Linked DNA regions of Canis lupus: region 2 is linked to region 1. Evidence: chromatin contacts called from public Hi-C data. All regions are on one chromosome and are shown on one strand. Each heading gives the region's core, a stretch centred on a gene start, on an enhancer-like site or on the middle of the called end of the contact. The rest is flanking DNA. Distances are from core to core; before and after follow the strand shown.

Region 1 (4,873 bases), core at 2,171-4,670:
GTTTCTTCTCACTTATCCTCTAGTTCACAAATTCTATCTTCATCTGTGTCTAATATGCTGTTACACCCAACACTGAGTCATTTTCATTAGTGAATTCTTTGGTCCTAAAATTTTCATCTGGTTCTTTTTTTCAAATTTCTAGTTATCTGCCTAAATTTTTAACCTCATGTTTTCTTTATTTATACATGGAAAGCATTGTTATTTTCAAATCTGTGTCTGATAATTTCACAATCTGAATCCCTTTTGCTCTGTTTTTGTTCTTTGTAGTTTCAGTTGGTTCTTTTGCTTGTTTCTTTGGGTGACATTATTTTTCACTGTGTACTAGACATAGTTTTTGCAAAACTGTACAAATGATTTGAGGCCGAGAATATTACTTTACTTCAGAGAAAATTTCCCTTTGCTTCTGCCAAGGGCTTGGGGGCATTAGGCTAAAGGAATTCCCCTAATCCAATCTCAGGGTTGAGATGATATGAAACTAAGATGTCCCTCCTTTACTTCTAGGATATAACCATTCGGATTTCTTGTCCAAAGCAAGGGGGCTTCAACCAAGTCATCCTCCTTCTCCCTTTGCACATCCTGCGCTCTAATCACTAGCCCCTATTCCTGTTCAGCAACCTTCTATGGAATGGATAAGTGAATTCCCTGGGTTTCCATCAACTCTCAGATTATGGACTGTAATTTCTATCTTGTTAGCTCTCTAATACCTGATTTTTAAAATATTTTTTTAAGGTTTTTTTGTATCCTTAGTAGGAGAATTGGTCTAAATTACTGCCAATAACAGGGCCTATGGAAATATAGGTATTATGAAATACAGTTAGTTACTCTTAGGAAAGACACTGAAAAAGATCCTCAAAGGAAAAAAAATTTAGACTCTCATTCACAATTCTAACTTTTTAGCCCAACTGGCATACCAGTACTTAGGATCGTTATATCTTAGTCCTGGTATCTTGTAATTTGAGAAAAGTTACTTCTTTTATCAGCGTATATTATTCACCATCACCTTTGTCCTGAAAACTGTTCCAAGAAATTAAACTGTAAGGATGAAAAAGATATGGTCATTGACCTCAAGGGGCTTGAAGCCTACATTTCCGTATTGGCAAACTGGTTGTTTTTAGAATCACCAAGCTATGATCAAAGAGTCTTTGTTAAATATATGCAATAGAGTGTTAAATACATTGAACTGAAAACATGTATATTTGCATTCCTATCACTTTTCAGCCTAAATACAAAGGCATTTCAAACAATATATTTTCTAATGCATTTGTCTTCCAGTAAAGTTTATTAGTGAATATGTTCCTTTAAAGTATTTTGGAGAATGAAGAATACACACTTCACAAGAGATCTTAAATGCCAGGATCCTCTTTTTCCTAAAGAGTTCAGCTTTGTTTTCATAGCCTTTTTACTCTTGTAAACTCCTGGGGAAAGCTACTCACTCTGAATCATCATTAGTTTTAATCAGAGCTTTTCCTTGATAGGCGTTCAAAGTCCTCTAAAATAGCCTTTAAGTATACAAGTGTCCCTGGACTCTAAACTAAGTGTGACAGATTTCCCAAGAGACCTCAGCCTTATCCACAGCGATTATTTAAATGTTCCCAGCCTCTCTACTCAGTAGAGAGGCCCAGCAGAGAGATCTTAGTGGATGCTAATGCAGTACATTCATTACTTGACCTTGGACAAGTTACATGACTGTTCTGGATTTGTTTTTGCATCCATGATAAACTGGGCTCCTAGATGACCTATCTTTAAAGTATATATTCATTCCAGATTTCAAATTCTGGGATTCTTCTAGAGTTGAGGAGGACTGTTTGGTCACCTGAGTTTAAAACTGATTAGAAGGAAAAATAGAAACTAAAGTTCAATATATCAAATAAGATACTATTACAATAACCTGTAGGGAGAGGAAGACCTATATTATACTAGTGATCACCATGGCCACTAGAGATAAAGCAAAACTAAGGTAGGAAGAGGCTGTGGCTCTTCACAAGCCACCTCCTGTCAGTCTTCCTTTCTCCCTAGCGTGTTTGTGGTAAAAAAAAAAAAAAAAAAACAAAAAAAAAACTACTATATTCTAGTACTATATTCTAGTAGTTCTGAAAACTAGTAATTCTACTATATTCTTCCTCTAGGAACGTCCTTCAACTTGTCCACATGAGGGGGTAACAGTGATTGCTCTGAAGGGAGAAAATGAAGCAACTCTTGTTTTAATTGAAGCTTACTGTATCTTTGCCGGGTGGCCTCTTACTCCAAATGCAGTCATGAGGACCTTCAGGACGGTGTAATGAGAAATAAATGGAACTAGTAGCTGATTTTGGACAAATCCTATAGACACAACATTTTCCTCTGTGGAATGAGGGTTGAACACTTCCATTTTTGTTTTTATACATTCTGATGCCTAGAATTCTTCTATGTCTCTGTCATCTCCACAGCTTGACTTGTTTTATTGTCAGTAGGCAGCTCGTTTCATAATCAGCTCACTTTATACTCATGGCCTGGCACATAGTAAATATTCAGCTAACATTCATTGTTCTGGAAGAAAGTGAGCCTCCTATGACACCAGCCACTATGCATGTCTCTTTCACATACCTTTTCTCTCCATCCATTCAGCACATTAGTGACAGGGATCATTACTCTAGTTTTTGAAGATGTGGATAATATAGATACTCAGAAATTTAGTGATCAGAATCATAATTTTTGTAAAATAGAGCCTTAGTTCTGCCACTTACCTTGTATTTGTCAGGTTAATTTCCTAAGCCTCGGTTTCCTTATCTGTAAAGTGGGAATTTGTAAGAGTTAGGGTAGGGTTTGCAGATTTAGCAAAAAAGAAAAAAAAAAAAAAAACAGGAAGTGTATCTCCAAATGGAACATTCTTATATTAAAAAAATATTCTACATTTACCTGAAAAAAAATTTTTTTACCTGAAATTCTGATATAATTGGACACTCCTGTGTTTTATCTGGCAACGCTATCTTAGCATCATGGTTATCACAATGCACGTAAAGAATTTAGCTCGGTCCCTAGCACTTAGTGAGGCCTCAGGAAATGCGATGCTTATTAAATTTTGGGTCTGATTCCAGAGTCTTTTTTTTTTTCTTTACCACAAACACGCTAAGCTCAGTTTCTTCTTAAAATTCCAGTCAAGCGAGTGCAATATGAAGTTCACACTCACGCTTTACCGTTTCGACAGCGCTTTCAAAGCCCGGGCAATGGCGGAAGGCTCCCGGGGGCCCCCACAGGAGCCCGGGCTGTCGAGGGGCCCCGCCGCAGTCCCCGCGCCAGGACGCGCCGGCCGCGCCGCCGGGGAGGCCGCCCTAGCCCCGCCCCCGGGCCTCCCCGGCCACTCAGCGGCCGCGCCGCGCCCCGCCGCGCTCCGATAGGCCCTTCCGGGACAGGCGAGGCCTTTCCATTTTTCCCGCCTTCCCAGCCTCTCCTCAGCCCGAACCCGGCCCGGGCCCACACAGCGCCTCCGCCCTGCCTTCCGTGCGAACCCCGCCCTTCCGGACACCGCATCTCCCTTCCTTCCTCGCCAGCCGTCCCGAGCCGCCTGCGAGGCCCCGCGCCGGCCCTTAGGTAGGAGGTGGGCGGGGCACCGAGGGGCGGACCGAGCCCCTCCCGAGGGGCCGCGGGGGGGGCGGGGACCGCGGGGGGCGGGGCTAATCGCCTCGGCGCCGCGTTGCCATGGCAGCGGGGGAGGGTGCCGGGAGGGGGAGGAAGCGAGCGGGAGGGGGATGTGGTGCTGCCGCGGCCGCCACCGCAGCTGCCGCTGCCTGCTCTTTGCCGCGTCTTCCCGGAGGCGGCTGCTGGAAGCCGCCGGGAGCAGCTGCGGGGCTCTGCCATATTGTGTCCTCCCCTGCCCGCCCCTCGCCTCCCCGCCGCGGCGGCCGAGCAGACGGTGAGTCCCGCGCGGAGTGGCGCCCTGCGGGGCCGGCGCCGCCGGGCGTCCGCGCTCCCCGCCCCGGCCCGCGCCGCGGCTCCCGGGGCGGAGGCAGCGCGTGCGGCGGCGGCCGGCGGCCGGCGGCCGGCGTGGGGCGCGGAGGCGGCCGTCCCGTGACGCGCCCGGACATTTTTGTCCTGTGAGGAATTGGCGCCGGCACGGGGCGGGGAGGGGGGCGCGCTGTCCCCGGCGCGCGGCGTGGGTCCCGTGTGGGCTCCGGGGCGTGGGGGCGGCCCCGTGAGGAGTTCGGAGTTGTTGGCGAGCGGCAGGGACTGCCCGGGGGCGGGTGCCGGCGGCCCGGCGAGGCTCCGCTCGGGGCCAGGCTGCTGTCGGAGGAAGTGCCCCGAGCCCCTCGGGAGCGTGTGCAGCGCCCCCGCCCCCGCCCCCGCCCCCGCCGAGTGGAGCGCGACGTGCCGGGCGTGGAGGGCGGCCCGGCTGGGCCCCGCCGAGGCGCGCCCGGGGAGGCGCCGGACGGACGCTGCGCGCAGGCCACTTGCAGCCCCCCGGGCGGCGGGGCTCGGGGCACAGGGGCGGGTCCCGGATGTGGGGGGCGCCCCGGCCCCTGGCCCCTCCCCCGCGGGCGCCCGTCGGGGGGCGGGGGGAGTTAGGGTTTTTCTGCGCCGCTGTACGGCCACTTCCTGTTCGCCGCCGCTGGGGCCCGTGGGTACCTCTGCCCCTCGGTCTTCTGCCTGGGGCGGGGGGCGGGCCGTGGGGGCGTGTGCGAGGCCCTCCGCCCGCGGGGTTGGCCTCGCCGCAGCCGCAGCCGCGAGTCTGAAACCCCGGCGGCCGGTGGGAGGCAGGGGAAAGCCGCCCGTGTGCGCGCCCCTGCACCCTCCACCCTCCACCCTCCACCCTCCACCCTCCACCCTCTACCCTCCACCCTCCACCCTCCACGCTCCTGCAGCTCCACCTTTGCGAAATGCCTCCGTTCCCACCTCCGGT
Region 2 (4,913 bases), core at 825-3,324, 100 kb after region 1:
TGGCTCAGTATCTCTCCTCAAATGGATAGGTAAAATCTTTCTTTTAAAAAGATTTTTATTTATTTATTTGAGAGAGAGAGGGTGAGAGAGAGGGAGAGAGAGCACAGACAAGGGAAGCGGCAGGCAGAGGGAGAGGGAGACGCAGGGTCTCTGCTGAGCAGGGAGCCTGATGTGGGGCTTGATCCTAGAGGGGCTTGATCCCAGGGTCCTGGGATCATGACCTGAGCTGAAGGCAGACGCTCAACCAACTGAGCCACCCAGGTGCCCCTGGATAGGTAAAATCTTTAAAAAAAAATTTTTATACTGTTTTTTGGAACATTACAAAGATTTGTTCACTATTTGCAAAATTATATCACCAATGGCAGCTAGTTGTATGCAGTGTAACACACTATATTGGTCTAAGTTTATAGTCCCATCCGTGGTGAGTGTATCAATAATTACAACACTGACTCCTTTGTTTTATCTTCTATTATAGTTGAGCCTAAGCATTTCCATGTTGAAATCCATATTGCTTTATTACAAATTACCACCCTTTTATTTCTTCTTTGAATCTTTCCAGTCAAGACATTATGCTGATTTTATTTTTGAGAAGGTGTGTGGTAGGTAGGTCATATTATCTATGTATTTCATGTCAGGATCATAAAGTGTGTTCCATGAAGTGGGGAGGAGGACATTGGTCTTGCCAGTGTCTGTCGTCCTAACTCATACACACTCAGCCTCCATCTGCTTTCTTTGCCTTCGTGTGAAAAGGCAGAAAGGACTGGCAGTAGAGAGCTGAGTGTTTGGGGTCTATGCGTCAAGCAAAAGAGGCCTTTTTTTTTTTTTTTTTTACATTTATCTGTGGCAAGCCAGGCTTTAGGCATAAGTGCAGAAGATGCATCATGTGCACTGCCATTTGAGAGCTAATTATCTCTGAGAGAGTTGAGTGTTAATCCGTGATCCGCCACCGACAACTCCGTACACATTAGTTTTTCAGAGGACACAGAATTAGGCCAGAACTCTGTGTTGACAGAGGGGGAGGGAGAGCAAGGCACAGTTCTGGAACTCCAGGGACTGAGGAAGGAGAGAGCGGGGAGGTGAGGAAACCACAGTGGCCATCTGGGGGTAGGGGAGGAGTGCCAGGGCACTGAGGGCACCTGCAGCCAGCATGGCCAGCCCGCCGATCGCCTTGGTCACCCCTCCGGAGCGACGGAATTAACCACATCTCACACTCCTTAATTGGAGCAGATAATTGGGGAGCTGGCTTTGTGCACAGGAAGTGTGTGCAGTGAGATTTGGCGGAGTGGAACAGGAAGAATGGGGACCACCTGATTTCATCTTGTGCCAAGGAGGGCGACACAAAGCGGCAGTGTCTCCTATGAGCTTGGCGCGGGCAGATCAGGGGGACGGGGGGCCCTGTGCAAACCGGCGGGTGGCGGATCTTCCGGGGCAGGTCGCTGGAGCAGACGACAGCCAGCAGCTCTGTGACTTTGGGCAGGTAACTTAACCGCTCTGTGTGTGTTTCCTCATCTGTGAAACAACTGAGGAACTACAAATCCCCCTTAAAATTCCGTCACTCCTTTCCTGGGCAGGGGGTGGCAGGGGCATGGCCTACTTCCTTGACACCCCAGTACCCCCCCGCCCCCGCCCAGAGGGGTGTGAAACAAATAAGGACAATCCTTGTTGGGCAGGGGGTTAAATCTTTACCTTCTCCCCAGATAAATCTCAAGGCACTTCAGACTGGGAGATACCTTGGTCCAACTTCCCGAGCCAGCCCTTGGCTGGTCTTCTCTCAGAGGTGCCGGGATAGGCACTGGTTAGAGAGGGCTGTTGCCAGGACGACAGAAACCAAACAGGGGCGAAGGTGTCATTATTTCTGAGGATGTGGTTAAGTGAGGCATTCACCTGATGACCATCCCGTGACTGTCAGGCTTCTTTTCGAGTTACTTTTTGGAATCTTCATCCCCAGAAAACCCTTTGTTGTGAAATGTGCTCAGGTCCAGAAAGCAAGTGAGGGCCAGTCAGCAATACTCCCAGTGTGAACTCTGGAATAGCATTTCTTTAGAAAGATTCATCCTCGTTTTGCTCCTGGCTTAGTGCTGCTTCTGTGATGACTGTTTCCTGGGGATTTCCAACCTGAACAGCAAGGAGCCCAGGCCCCAGCTCACGCCCACACTGAGGACAGAGACAGCTGCATTTATTCCCACAAGTGGTAGACAAAGAGAATCAAGAGACTGAACTCTTGTGACCCTGGGTGATTCTCTACTTCCCTGAGTACTGGGATAGCAACTGAGGCATTTGATGATCTCTATTGTTGAGGGAAAGTTGAGGACCAGTTGCCAAAGCACCCTGAATACCCATTCGTAACAGACATTATTACTTTCATTATTTTGTCTTTTGCTCAAAACTTCTTTTTCATGATCTAGCAATTACACATGAGACCAAATAATTTTATGAAATTATAAAATTTTAGTAAAATCATTTGGTGTAGAGTTATTCACGAATAATATCACCATTCATTAAAAATGTTTAAATGCAGAAATGCATTAGTATTTGTCTTATTAAGCTTGATCATCACAAATAACTTAGTCTGAATTACAGCCAGTGTAATCTCATGAAAGTGATAAAGTAGAGGAGCGACTCTTGATCTTGGGATTGTGAGTTCCAGCCCCATGTTGGGTATAGAGATTAGTTAAATAAATAGAACTTTTAAAAAAGTAATTAAGTGTAAAAAAAATATGGCCTAGCTATAAAAATCGTCAAACATCTCCAAAGAGAAAATGAAGTCTCATATGTCATTCCCACAACTAGCCTGTAACAGATTTTTTAATCAGCAAATCCATAACAACATTTTCCTCACTGAGCTGTTGTGAGGATTCAATGAGAGTATCAAGTTATTGGTGCCCAATGGGCATCTAGTAAATTATAGTTATTAATATGTTTATAGCCTCAAAACCGACACAGCTACACACAGGCACATATGTGCGTGTGCATGCACACACATTCTCTCTTCTGGTTCTTTTACAGACAGACCAACTGGTGGAGATGAATGAATACTCTCCTCAGAATGAGAGCATGAAAGGCAGTCATCTATTCTTTGCTTTTTGGGGTGGGGATCAGTATCTAAGATGAGAAACTATCCCTTCATGCCCCCAGGAATCCAGCCCTGGCTAGGTCAGCTCCTGAACTCACACTTCCAGGATAACTGGGAACACAAACCTAGTAAGTGTAAGGAACAATCCAAGACTGCACTTGAGTAAGTAACAGCTGGATTTTGCGGTGTAGGTGGGGTTTGGACTTCATGATCCATCTGGAGCAGTTTATGGGTCTGTGGCTACAAATGCTGTGCTGAAATCTCTGTGGAAGAGGTGCACATGTGCTCTGCCTTGGAGGAGAAGTGAAGCCACCCGGTGGGGTGGGAGGCAATGTGAAGGACCAAAAAAGTCCATTTTCTCTGGGACAGGTGGACCACGAGGCTGATGACAGAGGCTTATGGTGTTATAAAAAATGGTGTCTTGGGATGGTCCCGCATCACTTTGATAAGAGATAAATTTGGGTTCCCTGAATCTTGTGTTGTAGGCCAGCCACCAACACAGGGTTCCTCACATCACATACACTTTAAGGTGTTACTTAAGTTGAAAGGTTTGGATGTTACAGATAACCCCAGCCACGTGAATTTTCAATAGCAAACTAGTGGGTAAAGTTGACAGGTTGTTCATGTTCTGTCTACTACCCTTCCCTCTGTCTGTTCTAGCCCAAAACTAATGGCTTCTTCTCCCACCTGGAAATGAGGGCTCGGTCTAAGGAAGGGGGTCTGTGTTCTGTCATTGACATGGTAAAGCGAGTCAAGATGGCCAATCAATAGGTATATACATATATCCAGTGAGGTGCACAAATGTGCATTGTACAGCTTGAAGAACCTTTCAATGAGTACACCTGTGCAAACACCCCCTAGACTAAGAGTGAGAACACTTTCAGATCCTTCACAAGCACATGAGCATTTGAACCATATATTTTTTAAAGATTTTATTTACTTATTCATGAGAGATATATATATAGAGAGAGAGGCAGAGACACAGGCTGAGGGAGAAGCAGGCTCCCAGCGGGGAGCCTGATGTGGGACTCGATCCCAGGATGCCAGGATCACAACCTGAGCCAGAGGTAGACGCTCAACCACTGGGCTATCTAGGTGCCCAAACCATATTTTTATATAATAAAATGTATTTGTCCTCTGGAAAAGACATTAACTTGGGAAATAAGTGGGAGGATGGGAGAAGCTCTGTATGGATAAGACATACCAATTAGCTGATTATTATTAAGTGAACATGTACGGAGTGCCCACTGTAATCATGATTCACGTGTGTTCAAGGTTAGCCTTGGAACTGGTGTCATGACCCTCAGACTCACCTCTTTGTCTTCCCTTTAGTTTCACCACCACTGTTCTGATGAGACTCCCACGGTGTCTCCTGGACCAGTGATACAGCTTCCTAACTGGTCTCACTGCCTCCAGCTTCTCCAGCTATTTTTTAATACCATGAACCTACTCACATACTTCTCTGCTAAAGCCCCATTAGTGGGTCTCCACTGCCACAGCCTGGATCCTGTCTCCTCTCCACCATGCACCTGGCCAGAAGGTCATAACTGACTCATAACTGGCTCACTGCCACATGACCTTGTTTCTTATTCTCAAATACATGGCTTTCAGGTGCTGTTCCCTATGCCTGGAATGGCTTTCCTTGCATCGCCCCCCAAATCTTCCACTAAACCTCAGAGCATCATGTATTGCTTTCTTTTTCTCACACCCCATATCCAGTCTGCCAAGGAATCCAGGTAAATTTTGGTATATCTACTTCAGAATACCACCGCCCCCCCCCCCCCCAAAAAAAAGAATACTCCCAGAATCTGCCTAGGACTTACTGTCTCCACTATGGCTA

Evidence for each region. A called contact is a pair of places that touch in the nucleus more often than the background predicts.
Region 2: a contact with region 1 is called in a Hi-C map of blood, with 2.6 times the contacts expected there. The contact joins the enhancer-like site here to the promoter of FOXN2 in region 1. A contact is called at or near these places in 6 of 9 Hi-C or Micro-C datasets (amygdala, blood, skin fibroblasts and 1 more).

What each region holds. Positions count from the first base shown.
Region 1 is chr10:51,276,742-51,281,614 of UU_Cfam_GSD_1.0, forward strand. It overlaps FOXN2 (forkhead box protein N2), which reads left to right and starts at 3,421. Exons shown (of 6, transcript XM_038551240.1): 1 at 3,421-3,567. It overlaps LOC111097744 (a long non-coding RNA gene), which reads right to left and starts at 3,302. Exons shown (of 4, transcript XR_005365954.1): 1 at 3,174-3,302; 2 at 2,724-2,766.
Region 2 is chr10:51,379,642-51,384,554 of UU_Cfam_GSD_1.0, forward strand. No RefSeq gene overlaps it. Among named protein-coding and RNA genes, the nearest start is that of PPP1R21, 23 kb to the right of the region's middle. Within about 2 kb of position 2,075, at least 7 of the 20 cell types and tissues checked have an H3K27ac peak or open chromatin away from gene starts, as enhancers often do. A contact at or near this core is called in blood, where this site is marked.